Regions from separate parts of the Hordeum vulgare genome. Here region 1 is linked to region 2. A link is a contact called in public Hi-C data. All regions are on one chromosome and are shown on one strand. Each heading gives the region's core, a stretch centred on a gene start, on an enhancer-like site or on the middle of the called end of the contact. The rest is flanking DNA. Distances are from core to core; before and after follow the strand shown. Region 1 holds the start of LOC123448771 (WRKY DNA-binding transcription factor 70-like). Region 2 holds the start of LOC123448763 (ABSCISIC ACID-INSENSITIVE 5-like protein 2).

Evidence for each region. A called contact is a pair of places that touch in the nucleus more often than the background predicts.
Region 1: a contact with region 2 is called in a Hi-C map of seedling, with 3 times the contacts expected there. The contact joins the promoter of LOC123448771 here to the promoter of LOC123448763 in region 2. A contact is called at or near these places in 2 of 6 Hi-C or Micro-C datasets (leaf and seedling).

Annotation. Positions count from the first base shown.
Region 1 is chr4H:410,782,188-410,787,820 of MorexV3_pseudomolecules_assembly, reverse strand. LOC123448771 (WRKY DNA-binding transcription factor 70-like) reads left to right here and starts at 1,575. Exons shown (of 3, transcript XM_045125771.1): 1 at 1,575-2,019; 2 at 2,132-2,236; 3 at 2,521-3,164. The coding sequence starts at 1,967. The coding sequence ends at 2,983. It overlaps LOC123448770 (tRNA-specific adenosine deaminase TAD2), which reads left to right and starts at 5,180. Exons shown (of 7, transcript XM_045125770.1): 1 at 5,180-5,396. The coding sequence starts at 5,250. It overlaps LOC123448769 (octanoyltransferase LIP2, mitochondrial), which reads right to left and starts at 5,167. Exons shown (of 1, transcript XM_045125769.1): 1 at 4,239-5,167. The coding sequence starts at 5,048. The coding sequence ends at 4,320.
Region 2 is chr4H:410,102,380-410,107,458 of MorexV3_pseudomolecules_assembly, reverse strand. LOC123448763 (ABSCISIC ACID-INSENSITIVE 5-like protein 2) reads right to left here and starts at 2,218. Exons shown (of 3, transcript XM_045125762.1): 1 at 1,356-2,218; 2 at 1,203-1,274. The coding sequence starts at 1,862.

The sequences.
Region 1 (5,633 bases), core at 326-2,825, 680 kb before region 2:
TATCCCAGCAAAAAAGAAAGGAAAAAGTACTCCTACTGTACGTACTACCCCTGTAACTTAATATAAGACGTTTCTATATTTTATATTTAGTTACAGAGAAAGTATTTATTTCCATGTTTTAGGGGAGTAGTTACACTGTATTTATTTAAGAAATGAGTGTATTGCGTTCGCTGATATTTGCAGGTCTGAACGTCGACGCGCCGCACTTGTACACTTTTTCTATCTCTTGGCTCTCGATTGTTAATCGTGTAGTTCATTGTGGCCACACTTCTACGATTATTTTATCTGTTTCTTATCAGGAGGACTGTGACGCCCTATTTTAGTCGGTAACCAACTCAATTAGCTGGACATTTACTATATTGCATAAATAAAAAAAGTGTGCAAAGTCAATGAATAAGCCAAGATCTGGATGGCATGCATCCCCCTTCCCCCTCTCTGCCGAATGACCAATCACAAGGCGTTACCTGTCCTCCTTCTAGAAGAAGCCAATTAAAAAAAGGGGCTACGTGTCCCCGCCTCAGAGTGTTTGTAAATTACTACCAGAGGAGGAAATGGGGGTTAAAAGGTCAGAGCTTTGGCTAAGCAGGTCTTAATTATAGTAACATGCTGGTACGAATAAACAATGTGATCTTTTCTTCCCGCGAGGAATAAAGTATGTGATCTGGTAACACTTGGTTTCCTTCTCTCCGAATTCTTTGACCTTGCAGCATTTGTGAGCTGTCTTGAGTACATGGTCAAGTATCAACACCTCATTTATTTTGTTATCATTTTATCAGAGAAGAAAAAATGAAAAAAAATGAAAAGCAGGAGAACAGTAGTAGGTCATGGTTGCCATTCTGGCTGGAAACAATATCATGGTGCTGTGCCTGGCTTGCCAGTCAACATTTCACAAGAGAATACTCCTACTATTTCAGACTTCAGAGCTCTCTGAAATACAGTATATTACTCCTGCTACTTCATTAGAGGGAGGAGAGCGGCAAGAGATGCTTTTACTGCTTGCGAAGACCTGACGCGACCCGACCCATAGACTAGGCAGAGCGGTATCGTGATGTAGAGCAGAGGGCCATTTGCATCTGCAGCATAACATAATGCTGTGGTGACCGGGCATCCATCCAGTTGCAGTTGGGAGAAGGAGAAAACCTCATGGATGATCTCATGTTTGGGGGGGGTCCTAATTTAGGGGGGGAGCTTTAGAGATTCCTTCCCGCCTCAAGTTGGCTGTGCGGCATGTGCAGGTCTTATAAAAAAAAAGCAGGCAAGGCGTGGATGTGCGTTAGGTATCATCTCTCTTCCCAAGCAACGAGACGATTCCCGGCCTCCGCGAGCCAAGAAGAATCCGGCCAGGCCCGGCCACTAGTTTAATCGCCCGGCGCTACCAAACTTCCATTTTGGACAAGATTTGAACTGGTCCGGCCGAATACAATATAGCCGGGCGAGTCCCGATCAACGGAGGATTATTATTGTTAGACCCAGTTGCGAGATCGATGACAGTGCTTAGCGCCATAAAAAAAATGGCCCGGAACACATCACCCGAGGCCACTTGTAGATGCAGGGCTTTCTCTCACTCAAGAAGGTGCGGAGAAATTTCTCGGGGTCGCGGGCGGGCGCCCCGTCGGTGCGGGGGAGCACGTGATAGCGATACGCTCTGCTCCTTCCTCTAGGACTGGGACTGGGACTGGGAGGGAAGGAAGGAGGACAAGATTATCTTTGCATCTCATCCCTCCCTGGTCTCAGTTTATGAGGGGAGGCCGAGTTTTATAATCTATACGCTGCATCAGGGACTCAATTATAGAGGTCTTGACGTTAAGCTAAAAGGGGCGCCCTGGTCTAGTACGCTTCTGATTAAGGCTAGCTCATACCTTTTCTTTCTTCTTCGTCTTCCTCCTCCTCTCTCCTTCCTGCGCCTCTCCCCTCCTCTCTCCTCTCTCTCTCTCTGTTTCTTGCTTTGCTCTCGGACTGGGCAACAATGTCTCCCGTGCCGAGCCCCAATCAATCACACCTTCTAGGCCACGGATCAAGGTAACCTTTGTTTGTCATCTTTGTATGTGTGCGGAGATGTTGGTTTAGCGGTTCAATCGGGAGGAAACAAAACTTTCTTGATTTGTTTCTAAAATGAAAACAAAACTTGCAGGAAAGAGAAGCGCATGAGGAAGGTGGATACCTTTGCGCCGCACAACGACGGCCACCAATGGAGGAAGTACGGCGAGAAGAAGATCAACAACTGCAACTTTCCCAGGTTCGCACCCCACCTTTGGTCTCCTCATCCTCATCCTCATTTGCTGATCTGCATCTGCATATATGTTCCCAAAAAAGCATTAGCATCTAGAATCCGTCTTGCCTTGGCATACCACAAGTCTCTTACCCACCTCTCTCTGATTGGTGGTCTTCTCATTCTCCCCGTCCAAATCTACCATAGATAGGTTTTGCATATAGTGTAATAACAAACTTGCCAAGGCATGAAGAGGCCTCAGTCGTCCGATTTACTCACAGATTCGTCTTCTTCTTTCTATCCCGCCACAGGTACTACTACAGATGCACCTACAAAGACAACATGAACTGCCCGGCCACCAAGCAGATTCAGCAGAAAGATCACAGCGACCCCCCATTGTACCAAGTCACATACTACAATGAGCACTCGTGCAACAGCGCCTTCCTTGCCCTCACCCCCACAGAGTTCCAGCTGCAGACCGCATCTGGAAAGGCGGTCTCCATCTGCTTCGATTCATCTGGTGCTCAGGAGCCGGGAGCCAATGCCAGCTCGCCTTCTTCGAGTGCGGCGCCACGCAGCGCGCCTTCAGAGAACAAAAACAAGCCCCTTGCCCTTCGTTCAGAGGCGCTTTCTTCCTGGGGCCCCGGCGTCGTAGAGCAAAAGACGGCCTGTGCCGATATCCAGTCCTGCAGCACCGAGTGCCAAGATGCATACATTTCTGAAGACATAGATGCAGGGAGATTCGGTTCTATCAGATTCTTCCATTTTTTGTAAATGGATCAATGGAAGACAATTGATCTTACCTCAAAGAACTAATATGATACACATGTTTTTTTTCCCATCTACATATGTTAGAGCACCAGATACTTGCATGTGGGATGTGGTCAAGATTTTCTTAGTTCAATTGAAATGAAATACCACTGCTAATTCTAAAGGCAGAGTTCATTTCTGCAAACTCTCATGTTATTTCTGTTGAGACACTGCAGCATCTTGTACCTTCAAAAGCAATGAATACATTCCTTGCCCTATTATGCTACATACACAATAAGAATGGATTAGCCGATCAGGGTAGGAAACACACACGATGACACAGGGCAGAGCTCTTAAATCATACTGTACTAGTATAAATAAATGTGCAGCATGGTCATAAACAAGTTACCAAACATCTTGGTGATATGAAGCACAACATAGAAAGGACCAGAAGTAGATAAACATGAAAGATGGGCAGCAATCTTATTCCAAACCACATTTTGTACCTTGGTCATCAATAGCAGGATGCCAGTGCAATAAGAAAAATCCAGTTTAGGGGAATATGCAAGATCATTTTTTTTGTGCATGGCGTAACAACATACCAGCTTTATCGAAAAATCAATATCATGCAATATTTCAGGAGACATGCTGATGAAGTTGGAGGAACAAAAATAGATTATATTCCACAGTTGGAGATGTTATTGGTGCAGATTTACACATGAATTACATTCTTAAAGACTTGTTTGCCTTCAAGCACCCTACAGCAGCCAGGGCTTGTCCAAATGGACCTGATCATGAAGAGAGAACAAAACAAGTGCAAGACATCAAATCAGACAAAAGGTCCGCGTGCTCAATAATAGAGGGAAATTTCAATATCAACATTTGGAACACCCACATCATCTGTTAACTATGTAATATATCAACAGAATTCACCATCTCCATGAAGCAGGACGCCATCGGAAGAATACCAAGCAGAGACAAATAGGCTTGTTCAGGTTTTCGCTGTTGGTCTATACCATATGAAGATTACCTTTGTTTCCTTTCATCTGCAACAAGCAAAATCTGACGATTTCTCCAATGTTGTTACCACGACAAGGTGTTTCTGCCATGTATTTCAACAAAGCTGATATATATCCACACATAACTATTATCTTCGTGAAGCAGCTGTTTAAAGCATACCAAGAAGATACCACACCAATAGGGATGGTTCAGATGTTAGCTGTTGGCCAACAGCATGGGGAGCACCTTCCTTTGCGACGAGAACATTATCAGACGAAAATTTTGGAACCCAAAAATTTATAACAAGGCGTCGAGGCAAACTCATAGTAGACAGAAGAGAAGTACACTGAGTAAATACATATCAATGTTGCACAGTTGCAGCTGAGCTAATCATGTCTGCACACTCTGAATCATCCTTGACTTTAACATCACCGAGACGGAAGGTTGTCGCCAAGCTCTGCACGAGCTGATCATGGATGACCTCGTCAGGAGGGAGTTCCACTGCCGCCTCCCGCCGCAGCGATGTGACCTCCTTGTCAGCAATGCCGCAGGGCACAATGTGCTTGAAGTAGCCCAAATCGGGGTCGATATTGAAGGCCAGGCCATGGCAGGTAAACCCTGAGGAGATCCTGACCCCGATGGCCCCGATCTTCCTGTCCCCGACCCACACGCCGGTCTCGCAGGCGCCCCCCGGCCGCGCCTTGACGCCGTACAGAGAGGCCACCTCGATCATGGCGGACTCGAGCCCCTCGACATACCTCCGCGCGCCTAGCCCTATGTCCCGGAGCGAGAGGATGGGGTAGAGCACGGCCTGGCGCGGGCCGTGGAAGGTGACGTCGCCGCCCCGCTCCGTGCGGTAGAGCTCGGCGCCGAGGCCCGCGAGGCTTGACTCCGGCACGAGCAGGTTGTGGTCGGTGCGCCGCTTGCCGAGGGTGTAGGTAGGCGGATGCTGCAGCGAGAGCACGAGGTCCGGGACCCGGCCGGCTCTCCGGTCCGCGACGAGCCTCTCCTGGAGCCTGAGGGCGTCGCCGTACTTGACCACCCCGAGCTTCCACGCCTCCAGAACCCTCCTCCCAGCACCACCACTCATCTCCGCCGGTGTATTTTTTTTTGGGGGGGAGGGGGGGGGGGGGGGGGGGGGGGGGGGGGCAGGCAAATCTCTGATGGTGGGTGGGTGAGGCGAGACCCAGCCGCAGCGGCCCCCTCTCCGCTCTGTTGCCCAGTCAGAAGAAGACGAAGTACATGGGCTCTCAGGGCCCGACCCACGGCCTAAACAAAGAGAGAAGGAAAAATGAGGAGAAACCTAGACGACAGATTGCCCCCACTCGAGCAGTTCGTTCGCCGCATCTCCGGTGCGCCGCCTTCCTGCGCTCGCTCGCTGACCCTTGGTGCCCAACCAATGCCGGCCACGGCGTTTATGGAGCTGGCGCTCGACCAGGTATGCCTCAAATCCTGCTTGTGGTACGAGTAGAACATGTTCTCCCGTATTTCTGAATTGTGGCTGCTGCGTGCCCTGTCGCCCAAGGTGGCGCGGCGACGTTGTCGAGTTCCTGCTGTGGTGGGCATGTGGCGTCGGGCTTAATCGTTCGCATAGGTGTGACTGACGGATTGCCGGTGCCGTGGTCGGCGTGTTCCCCTGATTCAAGTGTTTTTTCTTCTCCCTATAGGCTATAGG
Region 2 (5,079 bases), core at 969-3,468:
AAGGACACAAATCTCACCTTTCCGAGAGGTTGTCACTGGCAGGCTTATACATGCTGTCTTCAGATTTCATGACATATGCATTGAAAGGAGCACAAGACTATTACTAGTACAAAAAATCCCAGAAAACGAAAAATGTGCGGTGCGAGGTAGATGTGCAAATTTTTCATGGATATTAGTAAAACTTTGCGCATCAAAGCTGAAAGCCTGAAACAGATGGGCAGCAATACTATACTACTCGTATTTATTTATGAGCATGGAGCTGGGGAGGAGCTTATTATCTTACTACTACCAGCAACTACTGTGATGCTGACTGCATGGTTGTAAATTGGTAACGAAGGGACTGAGCTGGCAGACAAAGAGATAAAACCTTCCCAAAAACCTAATTTTAGTTCCATCCAATAGGTTAAAAAAAATAACCATCTTCTTATCATATGTTAATGAATCCAATCAGCAGCCAGCAGGGAATAGACATTGACTATTCTTCCTGTAAAGGGAGGTGAGATAGATAGAAATGAAAATGATTGATCCTCCACCGTGTTATCCATTGATGATCAAGCAAATGCAGCATGTTGGCTAATTATTTACTCCCTCTGTATCATAATACTTTAGGTGGAAAGAACTAGTCTAATCTTCCCCATCGACAAGTATTATGGTGCAGAAGGAGTTAAAGAAACACGCTAGAAAAAGTAGTTTTCGTAGGGTGAAAAATATTGACATAATGCAACGAGATAAGTTTTTGTACAAGATGAAGCGGTCAGAAGGTGTCGACTTGATTGGGTAGAACTTTATGGTCCATCCATCATCATCTGACATCCTCTGGTAACCACTCCAGAGCAAAGCCAACGACGCACAGACAGCGAAAGAAAGAAACACACAAGGGCGGGCTCATCAGCAATAGCAGACCACGCTATACATGCATCAGCACGACAGGAGAAGCAGAAAAAAATAATAAATCCAGAAATGAACAGTTTCGCTCCCACTGATTGACCACCCGACGTTGAGTGGCAATGGATAGCGGTTTGTTTTCGTTCCAGCTTTGTCCTATGTTAGCCCCTGGTATTACGGGGTTACTGTATATGTTACTGGAGGCGTTTCGTAGCCAGCATGAAAAGCGACGAGGCCTGGTATTGTTGTTGATGGAATTCATCGATCTCTTGAGCAACTTGAGATGTGTGGACTAGGTTGGGAGTTGGGAGTAGTACCTTGTAACTCCTGAGCTGCTGGTTCTCCTCTTCCAGCCGGGAGATCTTGTTCTCGAGCTCGTTCGTGTACGCCTGCCGTAAGAGCCAAATGGAAGCGAGTGAGCGTGCAACAAATGCGAGAGGGAGAGATTTGGGGTCTCGAGAGGGACCCACCTGCTTCCTCGCGCGCGACCTCGCCGCCGACTCCCGGTTCTTGATCATCCGCTTCTTCCGCCGCTCCACCGTCTTCTCCCCGGGGCCGCCCGCGGCGGCACGCTTCCGTCCGGACATGGTGGCCCCGTCGTGGTCGTGGTCGTGGTCGTGGTACAGCGCGTCCAGCACCGGCCCGGCGCCCACCCCTAGCGGCCGCGGCAGGGGACGCCCGACGTTGGTGTGGCGCTGCTGCCCCGGCACCGGGGCAGCGGGATTGTACTGCTCGGCCCAGTGGGCGCCCCCCGCATCGGCACCGGGCCTGGACAGGTAGTCTTCCAGCGTCATCTGGGTGCCGCCCTGGATGTCCCGCCACACCTCGTCAGCCGTCTTCCTAGCCGAGCCGGCCGTGCGGAGGAGGTCGTCGAGGTTGACGCCGTGCAGCTGGCCCTCGACGTCGCTCAGCGTGAGGCTGCAGAGCGAGCCCTGGCGCGAGATGGCCCCACCGGACGGCATTGCCTGAGTTCCCATTCACTCACTAGCCGCGCGGACAGGGACACCACACAAGAAACACCTGGAAGAAACGTAAGCGTACACTTGCATGGCAGCGCGGAGAGATGCCGCTCCACCTCTTCTCTCCTTTCCCTTGGAGGCGAGGCTGGCTGGACAGCTGAAGAAGAAGAAGAAGAAGGCAGAGGGGAGTTGGGGAGGCAAGGATTTACGATTCCTCAAAGGGAGTGGTGGGCTTGGGCCGATGGGGGCAGACAGGCGATGCCTCAAGATGGGAAGAATCCAAAAAGAGAGGAGGGAGAGGGGGGGAGAGAGAGAGGGAGAGGAAAAGAGCTCCTGGTTTTTTAGCGAGGCCAGCCTGAGCCAAGGTTCCTAGCTTTGCTTTCAACTCCGTCGCCTTTTCGCCCGGTGGAATTTTTAGTTTAGTTTATTTATTTGTGGTGGGCGGGCGCTGCTGCAGTCTCTGCAGGCTGGCTAGCGATAGCGAGCAGGGACAACGGGTCAGCGAGTGCCACAGAGACCGGGCCCGCTAAATAGTCCGTTCCATTCAGACGTGCTGTGCAAAATTGGTTGGAATTTCGACCTAGTATAGCAAGTACTGTAGTAAACGATACCGTATGTCTTCAAAGCAAAGCAAAGCAAAGCAAAAACATTCCGATCGAGCGGGAGCCGAAAGTAGACAAAGATTCAGGGGCGAATCGTGGCGCGAATATACCACTTGTGTGAACCACAACGGCTACATTGGTTTGACCTCTCGCTAGAGGAAAGAGGAGCGAGAGCTAGGCTGGTGCCGAATTGCAGGGATGACCAGATGAGCCCGGTAAACGAGGGCGACTCAAGACCTTTCACCGCGCCCAAGACATGGTTCGGATCGTTCAACTTGATCACTGAGTTGCAATTTGTGTTGTCAATAAAAGCATCTACAGCCCAACCATGCCATGAGAACACTGATCGATCAGGTTTAATTTTTTTCTTTTCGCATCCAATTCTTTTAGAGCAACTCTAATGGGCTGATTCAAACGGATGACGATTTTGTCCGTTTTTTGTCCGTTTGGGTCGGTCAGGCGGACACAAACGTCCGCTTCGATGTTTGGGTCGGCGCATGCGTCCAACGCTGGCTCGACACATTTTTGCCGGCATGCACCAAACATGCATAATTTAAACATTAAAAAAGCCGGCCACGAAGGCCGACCAGAGTCCACGCGTTACATTATTAATGAAAAAAAGAAAGAAAAAACTAGGCGTCCTCGGCGGCGGCGGCGAGGTCGGACTGTGTCGGAGAGGGGGCGGGCTGTGCCGGCGCGGGGGCGAGGTCGGGCTGTGCCGGAGCAGGGGCGTGCTGTGCCGGCGCGGCTAGTGCTGGTGTCGGCGGTGGTGCAGCACGGGCGCGCTCGTGCGCCTGGTGCATCGCCATCTGAGCTTCAAGGTAGGCAGCCTCCTCTGAAAGAAGTGGGCGAGGGTGGACGACGAGGGTGTTCTAGAAGAAGCCGGGCGTAGCACGGGCGCGCTCGTGCGCCTGGTGCATCGCCCTCTTAGCCTGCAGGTAGACGACCTTCTCTGGCAGCATCGCGCAGACATAGACGACGAGGTTGTCGCCGTTGTCCATGGTTGATGGGTCGTCGACGAGGAAACAAAGGGGTGGAGAGATGGGGACGTGGGAGGGTTCTGGAAGCAGATGGCGAAATCCCACCGCGCGCTCGGATTAAGAAAGGTCGGCCGCGGTCGTTGACGCATGGGCCCGAGGATGGCAGACGTCATAAATTATATTGACTGCGGTGGTTGAGGGCGGACATCGAGGGGGCGCTTCGCGTCCGCTTCGCGTCCGTGTCGTGCCGACGCATTTCAGTCCCAATTTTGGACCAGAAATGGGTCGGCACGGACGCGAAGCGGACGCGTTTTGGCAATGGGTCGGCGCGTTGGGCCATCATTTTTGTCCGCGCCGATCCAAACGGACGGCGGCGGACGAAATGGGTCGCGCCATTGAAGTTGCTCTTATATTTCATCCTTCATACCCATACAAAAGCATGCAGAATATATCCTACATACTAACTAGTGTACTAAGCTTCTTCCTCACCGGAATTGGCCTATGTCAGAGTCTGATCCGCCTGCGCCGGAGCCTGAGCCGCCTGCACGGTCGCTTGCGTCGCCTGCGCTTCCTCCATCCGACGCCTGGTGTTGGAGCATATTACTCCATATGTGATTTTGGTAATTGATGACAATCTCCATGGCTAATGGTTATCTTAAGTTATATTCAAAGGATTTGTTCATAGACACTTCTTGAAGTCCATCTGTTGGTTTGAAGGAGTTTATATGATGACCAAGGTGGTATTCAAGGTATTATCCAAAGAATTGTCATAAAGACACAAGGTTGATCAAGACTAAGTCAAAGGGTAAATCAAGTTGATCAACACACAAAGCGTACAAGACGTACCTAGAGGGATCAAGTGATCCCATGGTATGGTAAGCATTGTTCATTACGCTTTGTGTACTAACCCATGGTCTTCGTGAGAGTTCTATGTGGGTTTAGGTGTGTTTCCATGGGCTTGAGTCAAGAGAAAGATTGCATACAACCCATGAAGGATGACATCAAGTGGTGATCATCATCAAGATTGTTGTGTGCAAGTTCAAGTGGAGCATCACGAAGAAACCTTGCTTGAAGCCTTTCGTCCATTCTGGTGGCAATGGACTTGTGAAGATGTGCTCAAAAGTGGATCACCCATAGTGGGGTATGGGGGAGCAATTTACAAGTCTTCATCGAGCTAGCGCAATCAAGAAAGATGGTCCATCTTGAGGAAGTCAAGATCGTAATCATCTAGCTCAAGTGGACTATGTGCAAGGTATAGGTTTGTCCTTGATAGGTTTTATATTTTAGGATAGATTGTCGTACTGTCAAGGGGGGCTCTCAAGTGAGTAGCTTGATTGTATCGTTCGTTGAGAGCTCAAACCATTTGCATCATTGCATCATATTTCTTGGTTCTTGTTTATTGTTTCTGTTTGTGAGTATTAGAGCTTATGGTCATCGTTATGACAAGCTCGAGTTCATCGAAAACGGAGTTCATGTGCATCTTCTATGATGTTTTTGATGTTGGAGGTTTTGCTGGTTCTTCATTCATAGAGGTTTCACATCTCTATATCATTTCCATTTTAATAACTGCATGTTTTTAAGATTTTCATAGAGGTTTCACATCTCTATATCAATGTTGTATAGCTCTTGTCGTTCTGAATCCAACAAGCTTGA